Regions from separate parts of the Rattus norvegicus genome. Here region 2 is linked to region 1. A link is a contact called in public Hi-C data. All regions are on one chromosome and are shown on one strand. The core of a region is the stretch at or near the end of the contact, and the rest is flanking DNA. Distances in the headings are between cores, read along the strand shown.

Region 1 (5,141 bases), core at 1,126-3,625:
TATTAACATAGGTTATCCAATTCTTCATGTGAGAAGCATCATAACACAACAAAGGTTCAGCATTACACCTTGGCTCTCCCAACCAAGAGAAACCTGCCTTCCAGAAGTGAGGGCCAAATAAACCGACTTCAGACAATTGAAATTTAACTTCTTAATTATTTTTACAGTGCACAATACATTATTACTGACTATATTTACCTGATGTGCAAAAATATGTCAACTCTATTCTTGTCTTAAATGTCTTTAATTTAAAACAATATTAATAAATCAAAATATCTCCAAAGATTACTACATTTCCTCAGGAATAAGGGGAATTTTTTTCCAAGTTGAAACTAATATAATTCAAACATGGATGGCAAAAGTATCTAAGAAAAAGAAACTAATAGTCATGTAAAGTATAAAATAATCTGAATTAGTGGAACCCTGTCCAAGCAGCAATATCAATGAAAATGAGATCACTGTTTTCAAAGACACTCTGCAGCTCTGTCATGGTGTGGAGAAGGTAACCCAACATCATCACGTCATTATAGGGAATGGATGATGTGTTGGCCAACCTTGACCTCCACTTTAGTTGTCTATGTTTGGCTCACATATAAATGGAATAAAGACCAGAGACTATATGTGAGAGAGACTTCTAAACTACAAAGACATAAAGGCAGTGGGCTTCATAACAATAGGCTTCTCCTTCTCCTAGATGATGCCTTTCTCCCAAGCAACTAAATGTTCTCATAATCCCCAGGTTAGCTTAACAAACCCTTCCACATACCATGTGACAGGTGACATCAGCCTAATGTACACAAATTCTAAGCTATACATTACAAATTGACAAAACCCTATGATGCCACAGGAAATCAGTCCCTCCTCTTTGGAGCAAAAGATTACTTGCCCCAGGATTTCTGCAAATATGAAATGTCACAAAAGTGCAGAGTGTCGGGATTAAGACAAAGGCACCTCACAACACAGAAGCACATTTAGTACATTCATAGAAAGCCAAGGTTGGAGGTCAAAGCTATAGAAAGCCTCTCACTTTTAAGTGCAAACACAGAGAGAGCAGGAAAAAAAAAGTAATTTCCTTGAGCGAAGCCAGTTGCTACTTTTGTATGTGGGCACAGAAGTTGGTACTTATACAATAGCAGTGTTCCTTGTAACACTTCACCAAACTGTTTTTGATAATCTATTTCCTACTAGATGGTGGGTTTATTATGGCCATGGTGCTTAGACCAGAGACATCACTAAGTGGTGGTGATAGTGGCGGTGGTGGTGGTGGCGGCGGTGGTGGCGGTGGTGGCAGTGGTGGCAGTGGTGATGGTGATGGTGGTGGTGGTGGTGGTGGTGGCAGTGGTGGCGGTGGCAGTGGTGGCAGTGGTGGTGGTGATGGTGGTGGTGGTGGTGGCAGTGGTGGCAGTGGTGGTGGTGATGGTGGTGGTGGTGGTAGTGGTGGCAGTGGTGGTGGTGGCAGTAGTGGTGGTGGTGGTGACAGTGAAATGATGTGGTCATGATGATGGAGACAATGGTGATGAAGAGGATAGTGATAGCTATCATACTGGGCACAGACAGTCTGTGAGAAATTCTTCAATGCACTTTCCATGGCTAACTCACTTGTGGTTCTCAGAAACTCTTTGAGAGAGACTATCAACCATATTTTTATAATGAAGTCAGGATTCTAATTTTTTCTCTGTTTGGTTTGTGCTCTAATGACAGCATATTCTGTACTGTTTTTCTGGTACTGAAAGGGATTTTGTGTAGCTAATACTGTCTGGGGTATCCTGCAGAGTAGGCCCATGGAGTAAAAAGAGTGTAACAGTCGGGGCCATAAAACAAAAGCATTAGCACAGTGAGGAAGATGTATGTGTTCCTTAGTTAAAAGATTAGAATTAACACAGAAGAGGAGAGAAAGAGATAATTTAACTTTAATTCTGAAGGTCAAATAGGGCAGCCTAACAAATTGTGTTGGTGGCATTTTATATTTGTCTCTTGGTAATTTTTCTTCTGAAATGCATATGTCTGGAGTGTTGGTAGGCAACATACTTTATGATTTAACCTCTGGCATAAATGCTACAGTAAGAGCAAAAGTGAGCTTAACGATGAAAACCTAGTGTATTTATTCTAACCCATCAAAATATGGGTAAGTAAGAGTTTGGCTACATAACTGTAAAGCCAGTCGGACCACAGGTATCACTTTTTGGTGGCAAAAGTGAGCCTGTTGTGCCCATGCTGGTCAGACAGTCTGGCCTAGCTAAGGGCAGAAACTGTCGGTGCTGAAGGCACAGGAGCCAGTCACCGAGCAGGACATACTGTAATTACGTGCCACACGTTTTACCATTTAAATAATGCAAGGCCTCCATTCATTGCCACAGGCTGTTTATGGTTTCCTTTCCCTATGTAATACTGACATCTAGAGGAACTTCGAACTGAAGCATCTCTAATAAGCAGAAGTATCTCCTTTCCTCTCTGCACTTAGCAACCTTGTGGGCCTTCATTCCAAAGCCTTCTCATTTTGCATCTTTATTCCTCCACAGGAGGTCCTAAAATAGGACACAGGTCTACGGATACATTTTGTCATCCAGAAATGACATTTGTTTCTTAGGAATGTCCTAGTCAGGATAAGTGCTGTTAAACCAGACATTCCTAAAACCGTTCCCATCATCCCGCAAGGGAGGAAGCCTCTTCAGGATTCTGCTCCTCTGTTGGGTTCCCGAGAGGAACAAAAGAGCTCATTTCACTCAGCTTCATTTATTCATCATTTAAAAAAAACATGTATGAATTTTCATATGGGCACCTTTGCCAGTTTCGACCAATTCCTTTTACAACAACTCTTTTTACATTTATATTTTACATATTTTATAACGTTTATTAACAGAATTGGGCAAACACTTATGAGTCACTATAGTAAATGTCTCTAAGAACAAGCATGCCCACCTTCATTATCAATGCTTATCACGCACGTCACACCATGTCGCCTCTACAGTGACATGGATGTCACTCGCCATAGGAGCCAACCGTGCACTTTGGTGGGCACCCAGTGCCTGGGCATGAGTTCCTTTTTGTCCTGTTCTTCAAACCTGCTTCAGGGCCACACCCAAACTCTCTCAGAAGTGAGGGATGACGTAAGGGAAGTTAACCCCCCAGGGCAACTTGTGCCTGCTCCTCCTTTCATTCCAGTCAATAAACACTATCCTTTTTCTTCTGTTAATTTATTTATTCACTTACTTCCCCATCTCTACTCCCCTCCTCCAGGTCTCCCTCCCCCCACAGTCCCTGCCCTGAACTCCCCTCCCTCTCTCCTCAAATCAATTCTAAAATGGCTTTAACCTTAACCATTACAGTAAAAGTGAAACTACACTAGACCTCCACAATATGGTGTTGGGCTACTGTCCTCCAATTGGGAACATTCCAATGGAATACTCTATTTTTGTTTCTCTAGCACCTGAAGAAGAGATTTTGGAGCTCTAAAAAATTGCCCAGGAAACCAAGGTGCAGTGAAGGAAGGAAGCACTTATGGGAATGGGTCTACCAGAGTGGGAGCGTGCTGCCATTAGACCGTGATATGGGAAAGCAAGGCTTCCCTGGGGACCATCTCGAAGCGTCCCTGACACTCATATCCACTGCTTTACTTCAGAACAAAATGTTACATGACAATTCTACCCCTGCATTTGGGGAGTATAGTTGCTTCAGAACAGAAATTTATAACACAACGCATGGACCATGACCAAGACTGGGCCTCGAATAGTGGCTTTGTATTTTGTTGCTATGGCAATACCATGGAGAGTACTTTGTGGTCATTTTAACCCAATGTCTAGTAATATAAGAACAAAATTATAACGATCTAAAATGACTTTGTTACATTTTAATTAGGCTCTTAATGGGAGAATTGAGAATCAATAATTCCTGAATATAAAGAGGTTTTTTTTTTTTTTAGAAAAATAAAGGAACCTACATTTTTCTATTTGAGTATAAAAGATTGATCTTAACACTTTATGTCTATTATTTGTTTGCAGTGAGGGTTTCCCAGCAGAGTGTGGAGGTCGGAGGGCAGCTTGCTGGAGTTGATTCTCTCCTTCAACCACGTGGGCTCTGGAAACTGAGCACAGGAAACCATTCTTGTTAGAGAGTGCTGTTATCTGCTGAGCCATCTCGCCAGCCAGATGAAAGATTAATTTTAGAGATCATTTGTAAGCAAATCTATTTCTCTTGATCTGCAGATGCTCTCAAATTTCTGGTGCACAAAACAAAGAAAATGCCCCGTGTCTCTGTTCAGACGGGAGGACCTCTCTCTCACACAGCACAGCCCATGTTGTTGGCTCTGGCAACCGGCATGAGGTAAGCTAGGACTGGGTCTCACTGATGGAATCTAGGAGCGAAAGCGTTGGTCTTGACCTCAGAAGCAAGGGAGTGGCTCCTCCCTGAGCTGTGGATAACATCAAGCAGAATCAGTCACCTGAGTAAATAACTCCACCCGGAAAACGAAAGCTGGTGGATGTGTCCACAAAGCAGGGAACAGTGCTTCGTTCAGAACCATGAAAACCGGACTTCAGGGGTCTGACGTTAAGGCTGCCGGTTCAGCGAAGTCTAATTATACCATCTGTCAATGAAGATAGATTAAAATACAATGTGGACTGCTGTTTAAGTTCCAATTTTTGAAGAAAAAAAATTTCATTCTTCAGTCTTCTCCAGCAGAAAAAAACAGAGTAGCATAATATTGGTCCAACCATCTTCTTTGGCTGTTCCTTGCTGACAAAGGCCTTTTGTTTTCTTTCTTTCCTTTTCTTCTTGTCTTTTTTCTTTCATTGAAAGTTAAACTTAGGACCTCATGCATGCTAAACAAGCCCAGAGCCCAGAGCCCACATGGATAGGTTGTCTGGAGCAGTTTTGAAAGACCAGTGACTGGGGCTGGCCACAGAAGACAGAGCGTAGACCCCCCAGTATCTACTCTACCTTTACTGGGGTACAGGCTACAGTTACAGCTATAGCCCCTCACACTGTTATCCAGCCTAACTCTGGCAATTTTAGGGGAAAAAAAAGAAAACAGTTTAAAACAAGCAAACTAGCTTTTTCGATCGGCCATTCATTATGCGTGGAGCAACCACCATGATGCAGATTTTTGTGAAGACCCTTACGGGGAAGACCATCACGCTCGAGGG
Region 2 (5,214 bases), core at 962-3,461, 320 kb before region 1:
TCTCATAGCACCCAGAGATTACTTCTTGTCTTTAAATGCAGCCTTCTCCTCTCCACATCCTCTGCCCCTTCCCTTTTCCTGCCTTTCTGACTGACTTCTGTGAAATCAACACCGTCAGAAATTCCACACATAGGTCAGATCATATGACATTTCACCCTATGCCTGCTTATTTGTGTTTGTGTATGTATGCATGTGTGTGCATGTGGAGGTCAGAGGTCAACATGGCTGTCAGTCATTTTTCACCTAGCTTGTGGAGACAAGGTCTCTCGCAGAATCTGGAGTTCACTGACAAAGCTAGACTGACTGGAATTACAGACACATGCCATTGTGCACAGCTTTTACAAAAGAACGACGCATCCTTTGTGTTTCTTAATGAAAACAGGAGCTTGATTTACCACCATATACCCAGTGTGGGAACATATGTTTAGCACAAATGAGGCCCTGAGTTCAATCCCGAGCATGCACACATACACAGCATATATTTATATATAAATAATACAGGTCTCAAAGACCAGTACCAAATTCTGCTATATAACTTTATTTCCTTTAAAGTAATTTTTTATACTTTCTCATGCATGTGCATGTGTGCACATGTGGAGGTCAGGAGACAATTTACAGGAGTCAGTTCTCTCCTTCCATGAAGAGTCTAAAGCTCAAATTTAGATCACCAGGCCTGGGGGTAAGAAGTACTTTTGGCCACTGAGTCATCTTGCTGGTCATGCTCTGCAGCTTGAAACAGAAGGTGTTTCAAATGGGAAGTTTTAGGTGTGTGTGTGTGTGTGTGTGTGTGTGTGTGTGTGTGTGTGTGTGTGTCTGTGTGTGTGTACACATGTATGTGTGTGTATGTATGTGGTATGTGTGTATGTGCATGTATGTTTGTATATTTATGTGGTGTGTGTGTGTATGTGTGTGTGTAGAGCACTATAGTCTTGTCTTTCTCAATCTTTATGGATTTTGATGGAAAAAATACAGATATTCTTTAGTTCAGGATGATATTTGATCCTAATATGTATTGTTAAGTACAAAGCTTACAGAATATTCCCAACTTACCAGGCACCAAGCTCAGCTTTCCTCACTGAAGTCTGGCCATAGTTAGGCAAAGTTACCTAGCTGAAAGCCTTTGTAATCATAAAATTCCATGTAACTCACTAAGCACAAAACCAAGTTGACTGTTTGGTACAATTTTGCAGCACAATAGAACTGGGGGAAAAGCTTCAGTTGAACTAAATGAGGAGTTGCCTATCTGGACTTCTCATGGCAACTTGCGTTCTATAAGTTAGTTTTCCCCTGAAGACTGCCTCTGGGTGTCATTCACGAGCTCACAATGGTTTTCACATCCTTGAGCGGGGAAGCGTCTACTCTGCCTCCAGGTTCCCAAAGCCTAAGATGCTTACTATTTAACCCATTAAGAAAAGTTTGCTAGCTGGCTGGTCAAGAGGAGGTGAATACCTCAGCAATGCCTTTCCAGGGGCCTGGTAAAGCAAAGTGAAAGCTCTGGTTATGAAAAAGACGAGTAGACATATCCCTATGATAAAGCAGTATTTACATTTACATGTGTCTTTGACGATACGATGGGCAGGGGGTTATCTTGTGGGTGTGATTCAAAGTCACGATGTCTGAAATTGTTCCAATTAGCAAGCGAAGAAAACAAAGCGAAGTAAAATACAGATAAAGACCTGTCAAATGAAAATACAAACGATGGAGAAGTCTGGGGGAAGATCCGATTTGAATCGCTGTAATGGGTACGCCGGGTACATAATTCCGGAGCCATAGGGTCTGTTTCAACCTGTCGAGGTCCGCCATGTATGAGTGCTTCACATCCACATGTTGTTCAGTGTTTTGCTCTTAGGAAAGTTCCCATGCAGTTCAGAGGCCCTGTCCTGGGCAAGGTAAACAGTGATGCTTTGCTAACTGTGGAACAGATAAAGTGTCTATCCATTTAACTAGCGCTTGGAAAGCAAACATGTCCCATCAATTCAATGTCATGCCCAGAGCCAAGAGAAATAGACGGATCATCAAGCTTTTACAAAGGGAGTTCACAGTAGTCTCTGATACGATGGAACAATATCTTTGAAAGTTTCAAAACACAGATAAGATGAACTCATTTGTATTTCTTGGGAATTACTCTTTTGAAACAGTAAGTTCCAGCCAGATTTAGGGTGTTCTGGTACGCAGTCAATACTGCCACCTGCTGGCTGGATCGAGGAGGGCTATTTTGTCAACCTCACAAAAAACGTGACGAAACTGAGTCACTTGGTAGGATGGTTTAAGCTGTTGTTCCCACATTTAAACTCTCTTATTTTCCTTGACAATAGTGTTCATGGAATTATACCCTATATTAGACTGTTCTTTCACTTGTGAATGTGTGTTTACCACACATGCTCATAGAACGTTTCTGATGAGCTTATTATAAACTTACTGGTTATGAATCTTTGTGGTGCTGCTGCCTTAATTTTTCTTCCGTTTCCTTCTTCCACTCCCTAACCTCCTCCTCGTCTCTTTTAAAGAGTCAAGGTCCAGTTTGGCTGGCCATGTCGGATTTGTGTTCTTGGGATGAAGTATCGTCCAGTGGAGCTGGGACTGTAGATATTCATCACTGTCTGGCTGTTCATTAAACCACAGGCACACGTGCACATGCACAAGTAGTAGAGACAAATGGAGGAAAAGAAGTGAAACTCACATCAACCCAAGAAAATTTCTGTAATGGTGGCAGGACTCATTACCTGTTTAGTAGAAGGAATGTCTTCATTATATAAGTTCTTCAGTGACATGGAGTATTATTTTAATGGTGTTAACAATGATTTAATCATAAAGGCATTGTGCGTTTATCTGTGTGTATTCTTCATGAACATTTCTTCTCACAGATACGTTTGGATCTCATTTGATTCTGAATAGACAGCTGAACCAAATGTTTTTCCTGCTCTTTCTGTAGTGTGGCTTCACATTTGCTCCGTCTTTGAATGGAGCGCTTGTGAACAACAGAAACTGCCCTGGAAAGGGCTAGCAAGCAAGATCTCTGGAGCCCCAACATCTGCAAAAGCTGTTCAAAGCCTTGAAGAAGCAGTGGTGGATCCTGGGTCAGAGGTCGACCTCTTGTGTAACACCCAACAGGCTCTTGATCCTGTCCTCAGCACCATCACCCACAGACATACACAAAAGAAACTCAGACTGGAGGACAAGCATCAACAGTTGACTTAGACGGCTCTCTCCCCCCCCCCCCTGTCCCTCTCCCTGTCCCTCTCCCTGTCCCTCTCCCTCTCTCCCTCCCTCCCTCTCTCTCTCCCTCTCCCTCTCCCTCTCCCTCTCCCTCTCCCTGTCCCTGTCCCTCTCCCTCTCCCTGTCCCTCTCCCTGTCCCTCTCCCTCTCCCCCTCCCTCCCCCTCCCTCCCCCCCCTCTCTCTCTCCCCCTCTCTCTCTCTCCCCCTCTCTCTCTCTCCCCCTCTCTCTCTCTCTCTGAACTATACCTGTAGGCTTTCTTACAAACAGCACATGTAAATCCTTCAGTGCACAGAACTTAAAGACACAGAACCAAAGACACCAGAGCCTTTACTCAAGAGTCAGAAATTCAGAATTTCAAGTTAAAAATAAAAAATGAAACAATCTCCACTTGAGCAATGGTTCTCAAACCCTAAAAGCAATATAGCATAAACCCCTATTAAGCATAGTTCAGACTTCAACGTAACTTCTATAATACTGGATGCCGAACGTCAATAACTGTAAGTGCGGTTCAGAGCACACGAAACGTCATATTTGGGTTAACGTTTTTTGTTTCCATCCCTAAGGCAGCAAGGTGATTCTCGGCAGCTTTGTCTTTTTGACTGTAAGTTGTGAGGATCCTGGAGAGCTGCCAGGCTTTCTCTGTGGTTAAGCTGGAGGCTCCTGTGCCCAGTGTTTCTATACTTCCAGCCGCTAGAAGATGGTGCTGGGTTCCTAAGACGGCAGATGCCATAATGGCTCCCCAGTCAGAGAGGAAAAGGAGGCCCCAGCTTTAAAGTATGTTTATAAGAGGTAAGACTGGGAGGATGATTTAAATCAGCAAAGGATGCTTGATGTCCTAATGGGATGCATATTCTTATTTGGGACTTTTTAAATTAAAATATTGTAATTTTTATCTTTAATGCTAATATATTTGTGTACTTTGCTTGTACCATCTTTTTATTAGATTTTTAGATTTTAAAAATTAAAATATAAGCCCATCATTTTCCCTTTCCTTACTTCCCTCTAATCCCTTTGATGCCCACTTCCCCTTAGAAAATATGACTTCTTTTTCTTTAGTTGATTGTTACACACACACACACACACACACACACAGAGATATAAATACAACATGTTTGGTCCACTTAGTGTTACTTGCATGTATATGATTTCAGGGTTCAGCACTTGGTGCTTATCTTAGTTAGGGTTTCATTGCTGTGAAGAGACACCATGACCACAAGAACTCTTATAAAAGAAAACATTTCACTGGGGCTGGCTTACCATTTCAGAAGTTTAGTCCAGTATCGTCAAGGGGCATGCATGGCAGTGTGCAGGCAGGCATGGTGGTAGAGGAGCCGAGAGCTCTACATCTTCATCTGCAGGCAGCAGAAAAAGACTGTGTTCCACACTGGGCATAGACTGAGAATAGGAGACCGCAATCCTACCCCACAGTGACACACTTCTTCGAACAATGCCACACATACTCCAACAAGGTCATACCTCCTAAGAGTGCCACTCTGTATGGGTCAAGTATTCAAATGCATGAGTCTTTGGGGACCAAACCTATTCAAACCACCACAGTATTTAACAACCAATTAGGTAACTAACTCATCCTTAGGGAGGACTTTTTCTCCTGCTCTCAGCATTCGGTAGCTGCCTTTAGCCCATTAAGTTCTTTAGCCCATAAGATTTCCCCTTACTGGGTTAGCATGTCCATTGATGTTGTACTTCTTCAGGCCTTGGTTAGGCAGCCATGTTGTTGAGGTATCATGGGTGAAGCCTCCATGTCATTTTAAGAAGGCACAGTCTCACAGCATATTTTCTGGTCCTCCGTTTTTTACAAACTTCCTTCCATCTTCCACTTCCTTGATGTTTTCCGAGCCTCAGGTGCAGGAGATGGGCTGTACATATATTGATCGAGGTTGGGCACTGCGTGATCATAGTTCGACTGGTTGTGATTTTTCTGCTGCAAAGGGAAGTTTCTTTGGTGAGTGCAAAGGGATGCACTTACGAGTGGGTA

The links. A called contact is a pair of places that touch in the nucleus more often than the background predicts.
Region 2: a contact with region 1 is called in a Hi-C map of the A7r5 cell line, with 6 times the contacts expected there. The contact joins two enhancer-like sites. A contact is called at or near these places in 4 of 12 Hi-C or Micro-C datasets (the A7r5 cell line, Schwann cells, frontal cortex and 1 more).

The regions. Positions count from the first base shown.
Region 1 is chr17:31,920,200-31,925,340 of GRCr8, reverse strand. All of the region lies in intron 1 of Mylk4 (myosin light chain kinase family, member 4), which reads right to left. It also overlaps the pseudogene Rps27a-ps20. Among named protein-coding and RNA genes, the nearest start is that of Mylk4, 45 kb to the right of the region's middle. Within about 2 kb of position 2,375, at least 2 of the 93 cell types and tissues checked have an H3K27ac peak or open chromatin away from gene starts, as enhancers often do. A contact at or near this core is called in the A7r5 cell line, where this site is marked.
Region 2 is chr17:32,241,893-32,247,106 of GRCr8, reverse strand. No RefSeq gene overlaps it. Among named protein-coding and RNA genes, the nearest start is that of Gmds, 60 kb to the left of the region's middle. Within about 2 kb of position 2,211, at least 4 of the 93 cell types and tissues checked have an H3K27ac peak or open chromatin away from gene starts, as enhancers often do. A contact at or near this core is called in the A7r5 cell line, where this site is marked.